Regions from separate parts of the Mus musculus genome. Here region 1 is linked to region 2. The links are chromatin contacts, called in public Hi-C maps. All regions are on one chromosome and are shown on one strand. Each heading gives the region's core, a stretch centred on a gene start, on an enhancer-like site or on the middle of the called end of the contact. The rest is flanking DNA. Distances are from core to core; before and after follow the strand shown.

Region 1 (6,649 bases), core at 4-2,503, 160 kb after region 2:
AAAATGGTAGCGTGATGGGACCCGGCTGTGACCTGCCTAAGGGTGGAAGTGGTCCTGGCCCTTGCTTCTTGACGACCATACCGCATGTCCAGGAAGAAGTGGCAGAAGCAGACAGAGATCTTTTCATCCCAAGAAACAGACTCTGATGCAAAGGGGGCCCCGGGTGGGCACCCCCTTCCTCACTCCACCCTCTGCTTTTCCTTTGACTCTATGTAAGCAGGCTTTTCTCCCGTGAGGCCCGAGCTACTGACCAGAAGCCCTGAGGCATCTCTACAGCTTCGCAAGGCAGGAAGGACATCCCACTTCCTGAAATCCCTTTTCTCGGAACACGGGCCAAGATCTCAGTGCCAACTCTCATTGGCCTGCTGTGGTTATGTGACCAACGGAATGACATCTTCTGGTTGGCCGAGCCTAGATCACATGTCTACTTGTAGACTATCTATCCTGGTGTGTGTGTGTGTGTGTGTGTGTGTGTGTGTGTGTGTGTGTGTGATTCTCCAGAGGAAAAGTCAACTGTTGTTACCCCAAATGGGGACTGTGTGGAGGGCAGGTGGAAACAGGAAGCCCTATCTATGTTCCTTCCTCTCAGAACACCCTGGACCAAGGATCCCCAGGTGCTGAGGCCAGAGATAGAAGGATAGTAGGAAACACATTCTTTGAGTTTCTAGAATGTAGGCAGGATGGTGGAAAGGACTCTCTGCAGACTGGTCATTGCCTAAACAAACTATTCCTAGGCAACAAGTACTGACTTACCCTGACCAGCAGTTGGCCATGGCCCTGGGGAGACTGGAAGATGGCGCCATGCTGTCAATAGCCAACATGCTGGCACTTGGCAGAGTGGACATCCCTGGCAAACAGGGCTGGTACCAAGTGCTGTGACCCAGCAAGGAGGAGTGCGGCATGCTTGACTGACACGTGTCCATCTGGCTGGGATAGAGTTGGCCCTCCAGTCTGTCACTGGGAAGGCAATACAGGCCAGGTGGCTAGAGAGGGACAGGGAAGATCAACAGCCAGGAGTGGGTGTCACTTGTACTGTGACACCCCTCACACCCAGCAGGGAATAGGGGAGGCAGCAGAAGAGAGCAGACATTGTCATGCATGGGCAGTTCAAACCCTCTCCACACACCTCAAAGCAGGAACCAGACACCCAGAGCCCTCTCTGGGCCACCATTCCCTTCTTTGGTCACAAAGACTGGGACTTTGTAAAGCACTGGGACACTCCTCTAGGCCCTTCCCCATCTCTCAGGGTCAGGCCTGTGACAAGATGAGTCAGTTTAGAAAAGCAAAGATATTTTCTGAGAATGTCAAGGCCTCCACAGGAAGGCAGTGGGCGCCCTGCTGGGGCCAGCTGCTTTTCATGGGAGAGGTCACAGGTGACGGTGGAGCTTCACAGAGAGGCCTGCCAGGTTGGGAGCAGCAGCTGGGAGATCCCCTAGGCCAGCGAGCGAGCGAGCGTGGCATAACTGAATTCAAACAAGCCTGGATGCTAGAGGGAGCTTAGGCCTGCCGAAGTGCTGGTGTCCTGACTCACATAGCCTGCTCCCAGAGGCGGGTCATCATTAACTCTACTATACAAAGCTGGAAACCCAGACACAGAGGCGTTGAATAACCTTGCCCGGGTCTTAGGGCCATAGATAGCCACCATGAAGTCCCGGAGTATTAGGAGAGACATCAGGACAGGGGTCCTGAAGGGAGAGAGTCCTCAAGTCCCAAAGAACAATGTGAGGCTTCTTTCTCTTCAAGGTCACTCCAGAGAGAAGGTATGTAAATTCTGCCTCATGTGACCTTGTCCACGTAAGGAGAGTCACAGGGCAGGAAGGTGTTAGAGTTCAAGAAGGCTCTAAGAATGTGTCAGGACGCTGGGCTTTCTTGGGACTGCAAGGTGGAGGGAGAAGATTTGGGTCTTGTGACAGTTGCAAGATGCTAGCAGCCAGAGCGGCTGGTGCTCTTCCCACACCCCCTTCTCCTACCCTGAATACTGCTGGGGGGGGGGGGTTGGTTCCAGGAAGCTGGCTCATCAGAACTGTCCCCACTGTCCCCAGTGTCCCCACTACCCCCTTGAGAAATGCAATGATGTACACTGCGTCCCCTGCAGAAGGCTTCCCATCTGTTCTCTACATAAGCACAGTGATGCATATAAATGCTCTCATGCTGCTGGCCCTGGGAGAGGGCTGTGCTCCTCAGCGGAAGACAACACCTATAAATCAGCCATCTGCCCGGGGCATGGGGACCATCGATTTCCTGTCCTGGGGGTGGAGAATGGGTTTTGTTGTGCCGTATGCCCTGTGGCGAATCTGTGATCTGGGGAGGGTGATTTGCAGTCATCACTTCTGACCTGGGTGTGACTTCTGGTGACAGAAGTCCCTGACTAAGGCTGAGTTGATTCCACCCTTTATCGCCGAGGAGGCAGAGTCTTCGTGCCTAGGAGCGTGGGGAGACAGGATATTTCCCACTGCAGTGAGGCCACTGCCCATGGTAGTCAATCTCTCCCCAAACAGAAGACCTTGCCATGAATAAGTGTGGTTTCCCTTCCTAAACAAATACCTGCCTCGGAATGAGCACAGAGGACGGATGAATGAACGCCAGAGACGGCACGTGAAGTAAGTCTGCGGCACGGAGAAACGAATGCATTTAAGAGAGGAGAGAGAAGGCTCTTTAATTTTGGTTTCATGTTCAGCAAACTTTTCCTTTGTGCTTTCCATATTTATGTTTACAAACACCCACAATATTGTGTAAATATTCATTTACTCTCTTCTGGGACTTTGATGATTTCTACATTTAATTTACCAGTACATCTGGAGTTTATTCTGATATACATAATGAGAAATGGACTGGATTGTGTAGAGCATGGTGCGTCTCCATGATGTTCTGGAGCCCATCCCCCTCCCCCTAATCTACATCCTCTAATTATTATGATATCATCAACCTACCTCTGTGTGGATACGAACTTTTGTTAAGTTTTCTTGCTTGGCTCCAAGTCAGCTCTGTACTTTCGTTATTACAATCCTATGTATGAGAACACCTGACTACATGTATCACTCATTCTCTTTTGCAAAAAAAAAAGTACTTTATGACTTATATTTTTAAGTTCACTTTAGACCATTTTCCTCATGACATCATCCTGTAATATCATGTGAGGATTGGTGATGAAGAAAACAGACATCTGGTCAACCAGTCCTGTCTTCACTAGGAATGTACAGCGCACTCTTTTCTTTCCTTCTTCTGTTTTCTAGCTTTGTTCACCTGGGTCTCAGTGACTTGCTGTGATCATACCCAAGTGCTCCATTAGCTACGGAATTTAGATTTATCCTCTTTGGGGTTGGGCCATTGTGTTAAGTTACTGTCCTCATTTCTGTGTCAAAATCCCCAACAAAAGCAGCTTATGGAAGGAAGAGTTTATCTAGGCTCACAGTTGAAGATGTTTGGTCCATCATCATGGGGAATATGTGACACTGAAAGTGGTTCCAGAGGTGGCCGCAGGAGCACGAGGCAGCTGGTCACATTGCACCCAGTCAGGAAGCAGAGAGAGACAAATGCTTCTGTCAGATTGATATTTCTTCATGAACTTTGTGACTCATTGTGCCCCCAGTTTTGGATTTTTTTTTTCTTTTGAGACAGAGTTTTCCTGTGTAACACTGGCTGACCTGGAACTCAAGAGATTCAAGAGATCTGTCTGCCTCTGCCTCCTGAGTTCTGGGATTAAAAGCATGTGCCACCATCACCCACCTCAGCTTTGAGTTCTTACTCGCCACGCCCACCATTTGACTGAGGGGACGTGAGCCAATACCTGGGTTGGTCTTATCAACACAACCATGAGCTCCTTGCTCACTCTGGCCCTCTAGGAATCCTCTTGACCCTGACCCTGACAGTGGGATGGTACTTGCTCACATTTGGAGTAGATCTTCCCTTCTCAGTAAAACACATAGAGGCATGATAGAAGTGCGTCTCCTTGGTTATTTTAAGTGCAGTCAAGTCACCCATGAAAATTAACCATTACAATCAGAGTCCATTCATTTACAGACTGGCACTTTGTCCATCCATCTCTTTCTGTCCCAACATCAACACTGAGTTTGGTCAGTAGGTTCCTCCTACATTCTTTCCCTCTCCAGAAACATCTAGGATTGCTTCACGTTTCTTTGTGTGGGTGTTATAATTGGCTGGTATAGCCCCCTTAATGGGTGTAGATTGGAGTAGTGAGAGTTCTAGTGGATTCTCTTGGGTTTCAAAGGACAGCAGGTGCTCTCACATTCCCATTCCTCCCCCCCCTGGCTGCCAGAGTGTCCGTCTGTCTGTCCATCATATGCCAGCTCTCAACACTTGGCTGGCACCATCCCAAAACACCTCTTGGCTCCTCTGTTTTTGACCACCACATTACATGCTGTATCTTGGCTTCATGCTGCGATTTTAAAGTCTTCTGCTGCCACACACACACACACACACACACACACACACACACACACCGCCCCAAGCTGCCCATACTGCAGCCACCCTGACTTCCTCTGATGACAGAGAAGGCTGAGCTGCATTCTTCATGGGCCGAGCTCTTCTTGTGTGCCTGTGGAGTTTGAATCCAGATGTGTTCTGGGCAGCTGTTCAAAGAGCAGTAAAAAGAAATCTGGAATGTAGCCAAGGGATCAGCCAGTCGTCGGAGAAGCAGGCCCTGCGTGGTACCATGTGTTCTGGCCTCTGTCTGTGTAAGTTCATTTGTCAAATGAAAGTTCTAGACGCTGAAAGGCTGTGTCTCTTGTCCGAGGTGACATGGAAGAAAAATGAAAAGAGGCAGGGTTCCAGCCAAGGGAGCGTGTCTTGATTTTGTATTCCTGAGCACCACACCCATCACTCACGGAGATGAGTGTTCGCACTGGTCTCTTTTGCATGATCTGTGAGGCTCCCTCCTCACCCTGACCTCATTGAAAGCGAGTCCTCCTTACTCTGACTTTAGCTGCAGAAATTCTCGATCCAACCCAACAAACTTCTTCAATATATCTGTCCCTGTGTTGTTTTCTGACTCCATGAATGTTCTGCTTGGCCTGGAAACAGACTTCCTCCATGTTCCACGTCCCTACCTCAGAGACATCAACTGGAGAGAGACAGTCTTGCCAGGGTGGACATCTACTCTACCCCATAGAGCACCCGTCCTTTTATATCCAAGGCATTACTCACAGATGGTAGTGACTTGGGTGTGCCCTGGGATGAAGAGCAGAAAGCTCTTGCTGAAGGCACAGGGATCCATTTCCCAGGCTGGGTAGGCACGGGCTGACACTTCCCATTCCTCTGGCCCTGGATGCTGCAGGTTTTCTAGCTCAGACATCTCACTGAATTGATTCCCAATGGTTCCAGTTCCACGTTGTGGAGAACTAAATGTGGTCAAGGGTTTGGTTACTGGTGGTCCCAGCCTGGCAGCTTGGGGGATATAGGGGCCTCTAGTGTCTTGTGGCAAGTGTACCAGAATTGTTCAGTCCTGCATGTCCCATCTGATCCAGATCTTATCTTGGTAGGATCAGTGCTAGCCTGTGGGTAGCTCCTCTTCCTCAGCAGAGGTCCATCCACCCTGAAGTCCTGTTCTGTAGATTAGAGATCTGGACAGGACACCAAAGAGCAGCTGCTACGATCTATCAGTTTGCAGACCAACAGAGAGCTTCAGTGGTGATTGGCCTTGCCTAGGATCTCACAGTCAGCATGAGACTGGGACCAGCTGTTCTCTCCCTGGGAAATCTTCAAGAAGGATTTAAATAGTCTTGCATGGTGATAGTGCCCACGTGTGCTTCTGTGCCCTGAACCCTCTTGAGCGCTGAGCTCCTGAATGTATGTAAGGGGTGGGCACGTTACCTCTGCTGGGGCCTCCCCCAGTGCATGTAGTAAAATCCTGCCCCTAGGTGATGTGTTAGGAGGACCCGCCGAGGAGTGATTAGGTCCTGAGGGGTGGAGCTCCCAGAAATGACATGAGTGCTCTTATGAAAGAAGTGCAAGGGAACTTGATCACCTGCTCCCACTACAGAACTATACAGAGAAGGGGACACCTGGGTCCAGAAAGGGGCCTCCCCAGACTCTGTCTCGGGACCTTGGCCTTTGCAGCGTCTACACTGATAAAATAAAATAAAATACATTTCTGGTTTCTGTAAACTATTCTATGAGGGGGATTTTGTTATAGCGCCCAGACAGGATGACCATCCTGACCAAATCGAGGGATCCTGCCAGCTTCCCTATTAACTGCAAGCTCATCCGTCCCGCACCTAGGCAGCATACCTGGGAGCTGTCTTTGTCCTCTTCTTACCAGGAAATGTGTGCACCCCATCTTCAGAACCTGGACCAAGGCCAGCCCCCTCCTGCCTTCTCTGCTGGCTGGAGCCACCTGGTTTTTACAAGCTGCTCATGAGTTTCTCACCTCTGCCCTCCCGCCCAGCCCCCATCCCGGCTTCCAGTTACAGCGGTTCCCCTGCTCAGAACCTCCCATTGATGTTTGCCTCGTTGTGACTAGATGGAATCCGGGAAGAATTAGACACATCTCTCATACCAGTGTCACTCCTGACTCCATGACTCAGTTTGTCACCATCCAATGGCCCTCTTTTCCTGACTTCCTTTTTTCTTCCTACTCCCCTCTCTCTTTGTGTGTGTACAGGTGCGCGCCCATGCATGTGTGTGCCTGTGT
Region 2 (7,059 bases), core at 1,767-4,266:
CCCAGTGGCCTGTTCCTCTGGCCCTGGGAAACCCCTAAACTCTGGATTCTGTGGACGGAGACTACAGCTCCTGAGATCCACTCAGCACCTAGGGCTGACCTACCAGGATCCCCTACTTTTCTCTGTGTCCTCCTTGGAGCAGGACCTTGTCTTAGCCCTTGGCTCTGGCCTCTGAGGTACCTTGTCTTCAGGCCCACCCTGTCCCGTAAGTACCAGTGATGACTCATCATTTGGGCTTACTTTTGCTTGGCAGTGGCTTTGTCTGGCACTGGTGCCCACAAGGGCTGGGCAGCCAACCAAGACAGCATCAGAGGCTCCTGGGACAAGCCAGACTCAGCCCACCCAGTCCTTATCCCCTTAGAGAAGGCAGCAAGGGGATGAGAGTGGTCCTGATAACTCACTGCAGATGTTGAGCAAATAGTAAGCTGGCCACAGCTGGTTAAAGCAGGACGGGGCTTTGTTCAGAGACACTGAGCCATCAGGGTCAGGCTTAGCCATGTGTGGACCCCTGACCATCTACCAAGGCCACCATGACACTCTACTGCCCTGGAGGAACCCAAGCCCACACTCAGGCATAGCCATTACCTCTCAAGGCTCCACATCCCATCCTCTATGGAAGGACCCAGAGCAGGGGACCACAGCCATCCACAGAGGAGTCTGGGAATCCACATGGTAATTCCAAAGAGGCGACTTTGGTACCCATTTTATAGCTGGAGAAATGGAGAGCCAAGGCCACACAGCTGAAAGGCATCCTATCCTGAGGTGGATCCTCCTCTGTTACCTCTAGAATCCACCAGTCTGGTAATTTGCCATTTTGAAATTGGTCTGGGCAGGTAGGGACCATCCTGGAGACAAGAGTAAAGTGTCGTGAGGGTATTGGGTGGCTATGAAGGGAAAAAAAAAAACCAGCTGCTTTCAAACACCGCACCACTGCAAAAGGCCTGGTCCGAGCACTCCCTGCAGCCCCATTCCTAGGCCTGTTCATGTTTAGGGAACCTTGGAGCAGAAAGAGCAAGTGACTTTGCTGGAGGTTCTAGAAGATACTTCAGCCTTTCAAAGGCGGTACATGCGACATAGAAAATGGCGCAAACTTCCCTCTGCAACCTTTGCCTCCTGGAGGCCCCGGTGCTGGGCTGGGCTTCAATCGAAGTGAACACTATGTGGCTGAGGCAGCTGAGTGAGTCGTCAGTGTTCAGGTTCAACCTCACAGAAGGACGCAGTGGCAGTCAGGTACTGTCATAGCCTATGCAATGTAGCTGCAGAACGTTCTCACTGAGGTGGGAAGCAGTTTTGCCTGCCCAGTGAAGTTCATGTGCGCATACCTGGTTGGAGGACCCACCCCAGGGTCCACCTTTCAGCTGTGTGACCTTGGTTCTTTATTTCTGTATCTATAAAGTGGCTGCCAAACTCGCCTCTTCCTTTGTTACCTCCAGAATCGTCCAGCGGATCAAATAGGCCTGTATGTAGCATACCACAGAAGGGCCAGCTATGCTGGCAGGAGCTGCCTTGCCTTCCCTTCATCCATCGGATTCCATGTCAGTAACTTTCTAAAGGTCCCCCGTGGCAAAGGAAGACAGAATGAGTGATTTGCTGGCAGCTGCTTTCCTGCAGGTTCCTATGGCTGCAGAAGCCTGGCTCTGGCCTTCCCGGTTGGAGCCCACTCTTTAGGCAGTTAGTGAACTGAGAGCCTTCTCGAGCCTTCAACAGAGCCCACCCGTGGCGAGCCATTAGCAGGCACTGTGAAGATCAGTGGCCACAGGCTCCCTGCCTCAACCAGCAGCAAAGACCTCTAAGCAAGCATTGTTCTGGGGTGACCCACAGACCACGCTGATCCCACAGTGTCACTTCAGAGCAGGAAATCAGGAAGGGAGGGGCCTTCTAGTGCCCAGAGGCTGCCTGCCTGCCTGTGGAGCTTTAGGAAGGGGCTTTGATCATGTGGCCAGGGCTGGCAGCAGCTTTGATGAGACATTTATTCACTCTTATGAGTGGGTGAGGAGTTCCACGGAAAAGCTTCGGACTCTGGGGCCAGAAAGGGTGACGTTTCCCAACTCCTGCTCCCAGGCCCCGAGTTTTGTAGGTAACAAGTTTCTGAGAGCTTGCTGGAAGAAACTTGAATTTGTGCAGGTGGTCCAAGGCTAGCTCAGGGTGGGTGGCTACTGGTTGTTTGCATTTCTCAGTTTGGCCCCTGGACCTGAGGCTTCAGGATCCCCGTGCAACTAATGAGCAAGGTAATCTTGAGTTCCACAACAGGCCACTGCTGAGCCATCTCTGTCTCCTCCACCTTCCAATCCTCCAGGCCCCCAACCTGGTGGTATTTGACAAGCAGGAAAAGGATGGATGAGACTCTGTGGCTGTTGGGATGGCTCACACAGATATTAACACTGGGGAGACGGGGAGCAAGGAGGTTCCAGGGCATGTGTTAGAGAGGGCTTCTGGGATGGATTCTGTGTCTGCCATCCATCAGGTGTTGTGGCTTCTGAAGTCACCTTTCCCCTCTGTTACAAGATGACTGCCAACAGCAACGGAAGTCATCAAGTTTTCTCTTCAGGGCCATTAGCCTCCTTAGCCATGTATCCTTTCCATGCCTGGACCACTCACAAGAGTCAGGGGATTGCTAGATGTCCCTGGCATAGTCATCAAGAATCCTTGGGGCTGGGAACCTTGATGGTGTCCTCTAAACCACTACGGGGCTCTGCACAGGATGTGGGAACCAGAGCCTGGTTAGGCTTCTGTTGTGCCAGAAGGCACACGGTGTAACAGTAGGCAGTCTCCTGGGCAGGGCTATGGGGTACCAGTATATCCTTAGATAAACAGTTGGCACTGAGAGGAACTGTGCCTGCCATTCTTTGCCCTGAGAGTTTTGGTGAATAGTGAGTGTCCAGGGAAACCTGCTCCTCTGAGCAAGGGCCCTGAGCATCAGACTAGCCACCCTGGGAACGCAGTCACCCAGAGCCATGGCTTGCAGCAGCGAGCACGCCTCTGAGCTCAGCAGGGTGTGGCTGGCTCATTGAGTCAGTTTTCTGCCAAACCTGTCTGTTCCAGTTGTGCTCAGAACGGCAAACACCTCACAAAGGAGCAAGCCTGGGGGTGACTACAGCCTGATGACAGAGGAGAGGCGGTGCTCACGACAAGCCAGATCGTTGAGAAAGATTTGACAGAGCAGAAACATCTGGAACAACACAGCCCAATACTGTCACCACAGGGCACAGGCAGGGATGGTACATCAAATGCAGCTACTGGGTTGAGGCCCGCTTTCCGATTTGTTTAATTTTCATTAAATGATCAAAGGGGGGATGGGGAGATTCGGTTCAGCCACTGGAGAACTTTTGAACTGAGTCCGACTGGTTTTGTGCAGGTCTGCCTTTCCAACTGGCAGTTTCTGCGGTCTCAATGCCTAGCTCGTGAACTGGAGCCCAGAGCAGCGTTAGAGCATTTGCCTAGCATGTGCTAGACCCTGGGTTCCACCATCAGCACCAGCAACCAAATCAGGAAAAGGCCAGACTACATCTGATGGGTGTAGAGGCAAACTATGGCTACAAGCATCTCATAAAGTACTGGAGACGTTATTATTATTATTATTGGTGTTTTTTTTTTTTTTTTTGAGACAGGGTTTCTCTGTATAGCCCTGGCTGTCCTGGAACTCACTCTGTAGACCAGGCTGGCCTCATACTCAGAAATCCATCTGCCTCTGCCTCCCAAGTGCTAGGATTAAAGGTGGGCGCCACCACTGCCTGGCTTTATTTATTTATTTATTTATTTATTTATTTATTTATTTTTAAAGCAAGACACCCTAACTTTTTTTATTTACTAAATGCAGAAGTGATATTTTAGAGGTGTCTTGGGTCAAAAAGTGAAATACCCATGTTGTATTCATTGGCAGACTGATTTTTTTTTCCTGGACAGGGAATTACTATGCAGTCATGGCTGGCCTGGCCTAGCTATGTAGACTGCCTTGGACTAGAACTCACCAGAGCTCCACCTGCCTCTGTCTCCTTGTGCCGGGATTGAAGGTGTACTCCATTAGCCTGGTTCCTGCTGAGGTGCATGTCTTTGCATCACATCAGCTGCCATTGCTTTCCCACTGCATGCTGTTGTTTCCACACAGGGATGTTGCCTGGATGTAGACCCTGGCATCGCGTGAACACCTGGTGCCCATGGAGGCTGGCAGAGGGTGTCAGACCACTTAGACCTGGTTGTGAGCGGCCATATGACTTTTGGATTTTGCATCTGGGTCTTCTGGAAGAGCAGCCAGAGGTCTGCCCGCTGTGGTGGGTGCTTCAGATGAAATTCCAAACTCTTTGGACCAGTCTGGTGCAATGTCCCTGCGTCCATTGGCTGAGGAAGCAGTGCTTTTCCGGGACAGAGGTGTCCTGTCTTGTTGTCTGGGATGTTACTGTGTTCCTCTTCCAACCTCCAAGAGCAGAGGCCAGTCAGTGAGCAGCAGAGCCCAGTAGTCAGAGAGCAGCAGAGTCCAGTCAGTGAACAGCAGTCTAATACTGGTGGTCAGGGCCCTCTCGCACCCTGGATATCAGCTCTGCCGATCTGCAGTTGTTGCTCCAGTAAACTGGTCCTATTCAGTCCAATCCAGCTCGCCTGGGAGCTGGAGTTCCCACCAGGGCATCTGTCCTCAGTGAGTCTGTGCGTCTGAAGCCTCGGGACAGCAGTCCCAGATCACAGCAAGTATCAGGGGCCCTGATGAATTGTGCCCACTAACAGGCAGTGTGCAATCACCCTGGAGGCTAAGGAAGAGAGAATCTGCAGGCCCTGGAGATGTGGCTTTGTGCTTGGTAGCTTTGCTTCTAATCGATCTCAAGAGACAAGCTGTCAAATGCCAATTATCCCTAAAGGGAGGGGAGAGCGCTGTGGGAGAAAGGGAGGCGACTCTCGCTTCTGCTGTGACACGCCTGTATGGCACCATTGCCGGGTGGCCAGACATAGACTTAGAAAGATGCCAGGTTCAAATCTCAGACTCAGACTCGGCATCATGGTTGCCGAATGTTTTCTCCTCTGTCTCCTCTTTGATCCTCAGCCCCAGAAGCAGCGTCATTCCTTGCTCTGTTGGCCTCACTCCTGTGACATGCCTCCTTCCCCTCTCTCTCCCTTTCTGGCTGTTTGTCTTCCTTCCTCTTTGGCTGTTTCATTCCTGGGGGCAGGTGGTAGATGGGACAGGGACAGCACTCTTCTGAACTTGCACAGGATTTAAGGGACTCCCCCCAGTCTACGTCCCCGTCACAGTAACACAGTCTGATACTCTTGCCAGACTATTGCAGAACATGGCGAGGGATCAGCTCGGTTGGATGAGACCTTTTGTGGGCAGGCAAAAAGCAAATCTAGAGAGCAGGAAGCTCTGCCAGGGGGTCTGGAAGCCTCCATCGGCCAGGGCCCCGATCTCACTCTTGGTCAGTTTATTCAATCAACATGTACCAGGGAGAGTCCAGGCTCAGAGTATGCAGGACTAACAGAGGCGGTGCTCGTGGAATCCACGTTCAAGTAGAGACAGGAAATGAATAGTTAAATGAGCGACCCGCACTCTGATCGCCTGACGTGAGAAGTGCAGTATATGGACGGACCAGCAAAGCGGGAGGGACTGGAGTTTTGGAGATGACAAAGGTCACAATCTCTGACTTAGGCTTAGAACATGCCCTGCCAAAATCCATGATGTGCTTTGCAGAAACGCAAAAACAAAATTCATACAGAGTCTCATGCAACCTCCAAAGTCAAGCTTAAAAAAGGAAAGCCGGAGCCCTGTGCCCTCTGTTCTCAAACTTACGGCCAAGCGTCTGTGACACAAACAACCCTCTTACGCAGGCTTACGCTTTGAGGGGACAAGAAAATGCTGCCAGGTAAGGGAGTCACTGTTAGGGCTCACAGGCTGTCTGTAGATAGGTGCAGAAATGGGCTCAAACCGGACTGCAGGAGCATTTCTGGCAGTCAGATAGAAGCCAGCATTCCTCCGGAATGCTTGGAACCAGTTCCCATCTGCCCAGTGAGTCAGTACCCTCGCCTCTGGCCTCTGGCAGAAGGATCTGGGGCTCTACTCCCTGACACCTGTGGTTGCATATCAAAGCCTGTGCCACCTCCTCTGGGCTAGCCCAGTCCCTCAGTCTGTACGAATACAGGTACTTGTAAGTCCACCTTGACTCCCCAAGCTTCCTCCTCCCTGAGACCCATTTGTTCTCTTCATAGAGGCCGAGCAAGGCTCCTCCTGCCCCTCCTGCACTAGCTCTAGTCCCCTTTCTTCCTTCTAGCTCTCTACTCTGTTCTAACTCTTGATACTCCCACCCCCACCCCCACAGCTACTCTCCCCCCACCTTGCAGGTAGCCCTGGCCATGTTGAGTCAGCTTTCTTTTCTCTCTGGACTGGACTCTCCAGACGTCTCTGGATATGTTCTCTCTCATGCATGCACAATGGAAGCCTTCCTATGAATCATTCCATGGAGCAGCCGTGTCACCAATTTCACTCCTGTGTCCCTCACATACGTCTGGGGCCAAATCCCAGACAGGTCCCAAATGGAGCCAATTCCAAGGGTTCCAGCCTCTCCTAACCGGACCAAACTGCTGCTTTCCAGTCTCCTAGACTGTGCGTTGTTTGTTCCTGCCGGCTGCTGCCACCCACCATGTTCAACTCCAAATTCTAGGTTCCTCCTTCTCAGCCACTCCACCTCCACCTGCTCTAACCACTTGACTATCCAGTACTCTAACAGGTGCTGAGCTGCCTGCTGGTTCTGTCTCTCTGTTCAAGGAGCTTACTAATGCTACAAAGTGGCACTGGTGTGTCAGGCAGCTTCTCTTACCCCAAAGACAGACTTGGAGACTGAGGGACGGGAAGGTCTCCAGTAGTGTCAACACTTATCATTATTCTTTTATTCATCTGCTTTTGCAGAGGGATATTGACCCCCCCTTCCCCCCTCCATAACAGTTTCGGCTCCAGTGAAGGAAGGAGTGATCCTCCCTGTGGTGTCCTATGCCCAAGGCAGGTGCTAACTTAGTACCTGTTTGCTGAATATTCAACTAATACGAGCACCAGGGCAGAGATTGTGCTTGCTTCTAATACCCTAT

What was found. Hi-C and Micro-C count contacts between places; a contact is called where the count stands out from the background.
Region 1: a Hi-C map of trophoblast stem cells shows a contact between it and region 2, with 1.7 times the contacts expected there. The contact joins two enhancer-like sites. A contact is called at or near these places in 8 of 39 promoter capture datasets (the 3T3-L1 cell line, embryonic stem cells, frontonasal cranial neural crest and 5 more), 1 of 15 datasets of contacts at CTCF or cohesin (embryonic stem cells), 31 of 484 Hi-C or Micro-C datasets (bone marrow-derived dendritic cells, bone marrow-derived macrophages, embryonic stem cells and 5 more) and 5 of 115 datasets of contacts at active chromatin or transcription factors (acute myeloid leukemia, embryonic basal ganglia, embryonic stem cells and 1 more).

The regions. Positions count from the first base shown.
Region 1 is chr2:166,328,373-166,335,021 of GRCm38.p6, forward strand. No RefSeq gene overlaps it. Among named protein-coding and RNA genes, the nearest start is that of Gm30733, 45 kb to the left of the region's middle. Within about 2 kb of position 1,254, at least 24 of the 459 cell types and tissues checked have an H3K27ac peak or open chromatin away from gene starts, as enhancers often do. A contact at or near this core is called in trophoblast stem cells, where this site is marked.
Region 2 is chr2:166,167,350-166,174,408 of GRCm38.p6, forward strand. All of the region lies in intron 1 of Gm30320 (a long non-coding RNA gene), which reads left to right. Among named protein-coding and RNA genes, the nearest start is that of Gm30320, 8.4 kb to the left of the region's middle. Within about 2 kb of position 3,017, at least 45 of the 459 cell types and tissues checked have an H3K27ac peak or open chromatin away from gene starts, as enhancers often do. A contact at or near this core is called in trophoblast stem cells, where this site is marked.